2 separate regions of the Muntiacus reevesi genome follow, and region 1 is linked to region 2. Evidence: chromatin contacts called from public Hi-C data. All regions are on one chromosome and are shown on one strand. The core of a region is the stretch at or near the end of the contact, and the rest is flanking DNA. Distances in the headings are between cores, read along the strand shown. Region 1 holds the start of NLRP13 (NLR family pyrin domain containing 13). Region 2 holds the start of LOC136157692 (leukocyte immunoglobulin-like receptor subfamily A member 6).

Region 1 (4,387 bases), core at 474-2,973, 300 kb after region 2:
CCCTGCCTTCCGCCTTTAATAGACTGAGGATCCAGGCACTCGACAGTTGTGATTAGTTTTAAATTTAGCAATGAGGAAGCAATTAGAGCAAGATGTAAGGCCTGGAAAAGAACAGGTAAAGCTGTATATGCAGATTCTTGATTACATATTGGAAAACCCAACAGACTTTGTGGAAAAGCTGTGACCAAGATGTGTGTGTGTGATTTTCCGACATGCCCTGTCTCTGGGTGCCGGGGTCCTGCCCAAGCAGGATCCAGGGGAACCCTCAGGATGAACGGCGTCGGGGAGAGAGAGAGGAGAGAGACAGAGGGACCAGACCGGGATGTGCAGCAGAGTCTGACGGTTGCTTTATTTTTCACCATCACCTTTATACCCTAAGTTGGTACATTTCTAAGGGGGAGATAACCACACAGACTTAGTTTAACATTACATCAGCTTGTCCTTCACGAAACCAGGTGTGCTCTGTATATTTTTTGTTCATGAGAGTCTTTTCCATAGATTTTTTGTACATTATCTTCTGGCCTTGACCTTAGCAGAAAACAGAAAAGTGGCAGTCTCATGATACAGCAAGTCGCAACATAAGAGAAATACAATCCTGTTAACACAGAAGTCAGTCTTTTTGCAGAAGTTCTCAGCTAAATTTATCTAAAAAGCTTGACCACACAAAGGCTGCGGCTCCAGTGAGGCAGCCTCTGTTTAGCACTCCTAGTTAAAATTAACAATTATCTTCTTGTTTTCACACTAGGGCTAAACTCTTATTTTTCTAAAGCCTTAACTGTAACCACTTTTAGAATAATATTTCTGTGTTCTGTAATAGGGCTTCCTCGCCCCACGAAGGGCTCTGTGCCTATTAGGGCCTTTTTTATGGTTAATCTCTATGTATGATATCTTTTGGCCTTCAGGCCTGTGGACATTTATGGCTTGCACCTGGTGGAAGTTTAAGCAACTTCAGTAGCCAACTCTGTCTTTTTTGTGCTTATTCTATTTTCTTTCTATTAGGCATCATCTCCATGGGAACTAGATAGGATTGCATTTTTACAGAACAGAAATGCAAAGGATTGCAAAAACAGCAGATATGGCACAAAACAGGCTCTTAGTCTAAAAGTCAATTACCTGCAAGAAGTCACCAGCTAATCTCTATCTAAAGTATTTTCTATTAGGCACATTTGTGGCTATTTTATTTGTGGTGATTTTCTCACCCTGCTGAGGGACCTATGGTTAATGGTTTCTTTTGTTAGCGTACTGTGCTTATGATATTTAGAACAATCATGAGCATTTTTTGCAATGGGAGCACACATTTATCAAACAAGCCAGAATGCCAGCAAAAGGGTTTGAATTGAAACATTTCCTTCATCCCTGGCCCCTTCATAGGATACCAGCATCCAGGAGATTCATTAGTTAGGGTTTTTTTTTTTTTTTTTTTTCTATTTTGAAAGAATTATATTTTCTTTTTTTTAATTATTATTATTATTATTAGTTGCAGTAGTTAGGGTTTTAAGTTGGTCCTCATTCAGTGAAAGAGGAGCACGAGCGCTCTTGGCAGGCAACACAAGAATCTCCAGCAGGACGGACAAGAACAACAGCAGAAAAGGGGGGAGGATACAGGGTGGGGTAGAGGCCGGGGCCAACCCGGAGGGTCCCTTGTGGCCTGAATACCCTTGCACGTCAGGTCTTTTCCTCATGACCTCGTCATGGGTGGGATCTCCCACAACGGCTCCCGGCATCTCCCCCTTGTTTATTTTTTAAAACAGCCTGATGAATTTCATTTGCAAGCTTCTGAGTGCTCTGCCGAAGAGCTCTGACGATACAAGGGAGGACAACAGTAATAATAAGGATCAGTGCTATTACAGCAACGTAACTGAGACTAGTAGACAAAATATTTTTGGCAGAGATAAAGTTGGAGAAGGTTTCAAAGAAGTCACTGGCAGTTCCAGCGGCAGTAAAATCCAATCGGGAATGCTCTATCGTTCTAATCTGTCCATGCAATCTGTCTAAATCTAAACTTATGCTAGAGCTATTCCATACCCATGAAATATGATTTTTAATTTTTTTCCCAATTGTAATCAGTCTCATTAACCTTTAAGGGTGTTACACAAACCCACCGGTAGTCTGAGTGGCAGAACAATGCTAACTTGTACTTTTAGGGCTTGCAGTTCTGTTCCGATATGCATCACCGCTTCCTCCAGAGCATCCACCTTCATCTCCAGTCCTCTGGCCACGACCTCTCGAGCAGCCAAAGCCAAGGAGACACCCTTTGACATAGTATCAACATACTGTGCAGTATGCGCCCGCCGGGTTAATGCAACTGCCGCTGGCAAGACAGTAAAGCGAGCATAGCAATAAAAACCCTTTTAGGAGAGGCTGAAGATCCCTGTAGAGAAGCTATTCTCTGCTCGATGGCAAAGCGACTCATTTTGTCCCCATGTGGGTATGGAGGCTTGCTGAATTGCCCGCATAGGACGTCCTGGTTGCAGGTCTTGAGGGATCCGATCTTCATCCAAAGATAGATTACTGAGATAAGCTTTAGAAACAGACTTAGGGTGTCTTTTTTAATAACTTAATTAAATCTGTTAGCAATGTAACATAACCACAAGGAATTATCTCAGAAGTGAGTCTTAGTAAACACTAAACCTTAACTAACAAAACTAGAAGCTTAGCTTAACAATTTACAAAACTTAAAATTCAGTGATTTTTTTCATTATGGAGGCATTAACCCTGTAGCCGTGGAAGGCTTTAACCCATCAAATAAAAATGAGGTTTGTCAGGGAGCTGGGAAAAGCCAAGCAGCCGTCTTGGATTTCCCATAGCCCCGACTCTTTGATTTTCAGCTATTGTTCACCCATTTTTAATTACCCAATTTAGGAGTAGACTGTTGCCATGTTTTAAGGACATTAGGATAGCACAAGTCTAACAGTGAGGGGTTATTTTTGGTAGAAGCAGAATGAGCTTTTACATGTACCATAATCTTAAATAGCACTTACTTACCTTACTAAAGTAACAAAAAATTTTAAAAACAAATGTAAATCACTTAAAGGCAAAGAAATTTATAATCTGTTATTGAAAGATTTATTTTAAGAAAACTTCATTCTCTTAACATAGAGAGTAGACTAAATTTCAGTCTGTTACCAATTTACCAGATAGCAAACAAACAAAATTTTTCAGTTAATCTTAGAAAAGTCTTTTTTATAAATCTTGAAGAACTAGCAGTATTTTTTAAAGGCATGAGAGTGAAACCATACAAGCCATTTTTTTAAAATCTAATTAAATTGTAATTAACAAAGTAGCCTGGTCATTGCTGTGACTTGTAACACTTTAACATGATAACTAAAATTATAACTGACAACATTTTACCAGGACATATCAGACTTTTATGAATTTCATATAATTTTTAGGATATCTATATAAGTAACATCAACCATACAATATAACCTGAGGAGATTTGTCACTCCTCCAACAATACTTCCCATGCAATTTAACATGTCAAATGAACTCAGGTAGTTTAATAGCTCTTTGGGATATCTCAGGGGCCCTCTAAAGCATCCCAAAGTCAGCTAAAAGTCAAGCTACTTAGGCAGTTTCATCAATAAATATCAAAAGGGTTTATAGTACTCTGTCAGGTAGAATCATATAGATCACTGTGAAATAATATATTTACTTAGCCAAAGTATAAAAGAAGATTTTAAAGGTAAACATAGAACAGATCACTTCAGAGGTAAAGAAACTTAAAATCCATTATCAAAGGCAGTTCAACATCTCAAGAAAACTTTCATTTATACACAAAACTCTTCCCTTGGGGTCTAGTTTCCATAAAACCTTTTTATCACTTTTTGTACCCATTCGTTCTCCCATCCTGGAACAGCCACCTGTAAGTCAGACCTACTTCCTTTTTTCTTCATAAAATGCAACTTCATTTTTCATACTTTCTTTACTGAACACACACATCTTACTTTTTTTAAGCAAGCAAAAATTGACTTTTCTATTAGCATTTTATAGATTGGTGAACATAAATACCAGTGATAATTTTTTTTAAAAAATTCTTGCAAACATCTCAGGGTGGCATTAAACATTATTCATTTGTAGCCTCAAATCTCTTTAGTTTTTCTGTAAAAGAAAATCAGTGTTTAGCAGTAAATGTTTAAAAATCTTATTTTATTTGGAAATGACCTAATTATTTAAAAGACTTTCAATACTTAGTTTAGTACAACCCTTAGAAATTTAAGTTACGCCAATCTGGAGAGACTATTGTAGACAGATATTTTTAAAGAATAATTATTTTTAACAGTTTATATACAAACTCATATCTCATTTACATTTTTTAGAAATTTTTTTAGTCGAGGTAATTTCTTTGTTGACAAACCTGTAACAGATATAATATTTAATTTATATT
Region 2 (4,121 bases), core at 1,494-3,993:
GGGGAAGCCAACCCTTGCGTAGGGGCCGATTCACAGCAAAGTGGCCGTCCATCAGTCATGGCAAACCCTCCACACACTCTCAACGTGTTTCCACATACCATGACCTCAGCTGCCCGATCGGCATCACTGAGTCCAGCCAGATGATGAGCCCCTGCCCGGGGGGAGTGGGGCCTCAGACACGCACTCTACAACTGGACGTTGCGGTGCAGAATTTAAATGGGGCCCATGTGAGTTTCTGAACATAAAAATCAAGCATCTCAATCTGGCTGGAGGCCGCCACTGTGGACATGAGGGGTTCAACCCTATTAGGCAGTAGGGTGGGCTCACAGAATGTTTTGTTCCAGACTGAACCCTATCAGGAAGCCGGGGCTGTATCTGGTCCCCAGTGAGGGGAGTGGGTGGAGGAGAACGCTCATGAAGGAAGGGCATCTCTTTCCTCTGGAATTCCTGCCCACAGGTCCTCGGAGCGACGGACTAGAACGAGCCGATCAAACACAGAAGCACAGCTGCAGAGGCGGGATCAGCTACATACTCCAGGGGAACAGTGAAAACCCAGAATGCAGGGCCTGAAGCTCACATGTCAGACGGTGACCGGAACGCATTAAGGCCAGGCAGAAGCCTGTCTGATCGCACTGGCCACCATCCAGGAGCGGCTCTGCCCGGAGCAGTGGGTGCACCCCGCCGTGCCGCCAGCACTTCCGGGGTGCCTCCTGGGGCCCCGCCCACATGGGTGCCGCCCGCACGCCACGCGCTCCACACGCTCCACACGCGCTCCACACGCGCTCCACACGCTCTCCACACACACGCACACCACGCGCTCCACACGCATGCGCTCCACGCGCTCCACAGGTGCTCCACACGCACTCCGCTCGCGCTCCACATGTACGCACACCACGCGCTCCACACGCACACACATCACGCGCTCCACACGCACGCGCTCCACATGCACACACACCACGCGCTCCACACGCACTCGCTCCACATGCACGCGCTCCACACCCGCTCCACACACACGCGCTCCACACGCGGGCACACCATGCGCTACACACACACACGCTCCACACGCACGCACTCCACACGCGCTCCACATGCACGCACTCCATCACGAAACTATTAGGTGGGAGTCATCTCCTCTTTCCTGAGGGTGCTCCAGGCTCATGCAGGCATTTACCTAAAACACGGGATTAGGGCAAAGGTCTAAACCAATGACGTATCTGACTCCAGGAACCAGCCTGCTCCTACGCCCGGCTCCCAGCTCAGACCTACACAGTTCCGCCCTGAGGAGCTGGCAGGATCCTCACGCCCACCTGCATGATCGGATGTCCATCTCAACCCCAGGCTCTCTAAGGGGGAAACGACATTCTCTGAGACAAACGGAGCTGGGAAATGTAGATATCCACCCACAGAAGAACGAAGCTCGCTGTGACACGCACCGCATAAAAAGATCAGCTCAGAATGGATCCATGTGATAGCTAAAATCCTCTAAGAGAAAACACAAAGTAAGTCTTCATCATGTTGACTTGACAATAGATTCTTTGCTACAACAGGAAAAGGAGCAGAAGGAAAGTGGGGGAAAAAAGATGAATTTCACCAAAATTTAACTTGGTGGTACCTCAAAAACACTCTCCCGAGTATAAAAGACAGCCAACAAAATTTGAAAAAAAAATATTAGCGCATCGTCTAGTCAGAGTATAGTATCCTGATACATGAAGAATATCTTTAACTCAATAACAAGAAATGACCTGATATTTTTAAAACGGTCAAAGGCTTACATATTTCTACACAGAAGATATACAAGTGGATGCTAGCACATGAAAGGATGTTTAGAACATCTGTCATTAGGGAAATGAAAGTTAAACCACAATGAGATACCGTTTGAACCCAATGAGAGAGACCATGATTTGAGAAATTAACAGCTGGTGATGAGGCCGTGGAGAAGCCTGAAGCCGTGACCTTGCAGGTGAGGATGGGAAATGGCTCCACCACTGTGCAAAGCAAGTCGGCACTTCCTCAAGGAGCAAGCCCGAGTTAGCACTGGACCTGGAAGGCCCACTTCGCGGCGCAGTTTCAGTTTGCAAGATGAAGAGGCTCTGGAGACCCGCTGCAGCACCGCGCACCTGTGGCTGACCACACCGCGCAATGTCCCAGGCGGCACAGAGAGCAGATGCACTCCTACCACAATTAAAAAACGAAAAGCTGCCAACATGCTCAAACGTGTATGCGAGTGTGTTCATGAGGTAGCCACAGAGACAAACAAGGACAGCGATCCGAATGTCTATCACTGATGAGTGGATAAACAAAAATACCATTCACTGTTTTCAAATGGTATTCTGTCCAAGGCACAGAGACAGAGGCCCCAGGACACAGGAGGCTCGGTGGGGACAGACTTTCTTGGGGGAGAGGGGAATGTCCACAGCCCAGATCTGACCCCAGCCCTCAGGACGCAGAGCAGACCTGGAGAGTCCAGGACATGTGGTGGAGCTGGGTGCTCACAGGGAACTCTCTTCCAGGGCTGTGCTGGGGCCTGGAGGACCAGGGACAGCCAGGTGAGCCCCCAGACCTCCTGCTTCCACCAACCACCCCTGGTCACTGGGGAGCACAGCAGGCCGGGGCCGCTGGTGGCCCGTCTGGGAGGGGCGGGTGACAGCTGGGGAACCTGGGGGAGAAGGCGCCCTGACTCCTCAGGTCTGATTCCTTTCCAGAGGTTCTCCCCAAACCCTCCATCCGGGCTGACCCAGGCACCATGGTCGCCCAGGGGAGCCCGGTGACCATCTGGTGTCAGGGGTCTCTGCTGGCAGATGTCTACGGTCTGTATAAAGAGAGCGGCTCTGGATCCTGGGAGGCTCAGGCCCCTCAGGGCTCCAGGAACAAGGCCGGGTTCCACTTTGAATACACGAGCTCAAGTGACGCCGAGCAGTATCAGTGTGCGTATCGCAGCAGGAACCGCTGGTCAGGCTGGAGTGACCCCCCCTGCCCCTGGTGGTGACAGGTAAGAGGGAGGGGAGCCTCCCCACGGGCAGAGGAGCAGAGTGTGGGCTCGGGGGCCCCCTGCCCTCTCAGCCCACACCTGGGGTCACTGGGGTGGAGGTCCCCCTTTAACACAGCCCCTCACTCCCAGAGTGTACAGGAAAACCCTCCCCCTCCGCCCAGCCCGGCTCACTCGTGCTCCCCAGAGACAACCTGACCCTCCAGCCTTTGTCAGAGGCCGGCTTTGGCAGCTTCGCTCTGACCAAGGACGAGCGGCTCAGCCCGCCCCGCCGCCTAGAAGGGCAGCAGAGCCCCGACTTCCCCCTGGGCCACGTGAGCCACGCCCACGGGGGCCAGTACAGATGCTATCGTGGGCACAACCTCTCCCACGCATGGTCGGCCCCCAGCGCCCCCCTGGACATCCTGGTCGCGGGTGAGGAGCCCCTGTCCCGGCCCAGGTCCCGACTGTCTGCTCAGGGCGCTGGACTAGGGTCGGCCCTGGTGGTGACGGGTCCAGGGAGAGGGTCCTGGAGCAGAGGCCAGGTGGGGCAGGGGTCTAGGGGAGCAACGTGAAAACAGGAGTGAGAGGCACGAAGACTAAGGAGACCCACACAGATGGGCTGAGAGGAGCTGGGAGGGCTCACAGGGAGGCCCCTCAGCTCAGGGTCCGGGGTGTGGGGAGGGGCTCTCTGCTCATCACCCCGTCCTCCCCCAGGAATGCACAGGAAACCCTCCCTCTCCGCCCACCCGGGGGCCTCAGTGCCCCAGGGAGAGAACGTGACCCTGCAGTGTCGCTCTGAGGTCCGCTCAGACACCTTCCATCTGTCCAAGGAGGGCTCGCTCGCTCCTCCCCAGCACCTGCGTCTGCAGGACACGGCTCCGCCCGTCCGGGCCAACTTCACCCTGAGAGCTGTGACCTCGGCCCACGGGGGGACCTACAGGTGCTACAGCTCACAGAGCACCGCCCCCCACCTGCTGTCGCTCCCCAGCGACCCCCTGGAGCTCCTGGTCTCAGGTGACGAGCCCCCTGCCCATACCCACTGAGGAGTTAGACCCACAGCTCAGTCCTGTCCCTGGGCAGCTCTGGGCTGCATGGGAAGAAGGGAGACATGACGTCAGCCACAGGTTACCCCACCTCATGGAGAGATGGATAA

Evidence for each region. Hi-C and Micro-C count contacts between places; a contact is called where the count stands out from the background.
Region 1: a contact with region 2 is called in a Hi-C map of blood, with 3 times the contacts expected there. The contact joins the promoter of NLRP13 here to the promoter of LOC136157692 in region 2. A contact is called at or near these places in 2 of 3 Hi-C or Micro-C datasets (blood and muscle).

What each region holds. Positions count from the first base shown.
Region 1 is chr2:278,327,008-278,331,394 of mMunRee1.1, forward strand. It overlaps NLRP13 (NLR family pyrin domain containing 13), which reads right to left and starts at 1,724. Exons shown (of 10, transcript XM_065919500.1): 1 at 1,657-1,724. The coding sequence starts at 1,724.
Region 2 is chr2:278,028,404-278,032,524 of mMunRee1.1, forward strand. It overlaps LOC136157692 (leukocyte immunoglobulin-like receptor subfamily A member 6), which reads left to right and starts at 2,744. Exons shown (of 4, transcript XM_065919497.1): 1 at 2,744-2,960; 2 at 3,119-3,400; 3 at 3,683-3,982. The coding sequence starts at 2,744.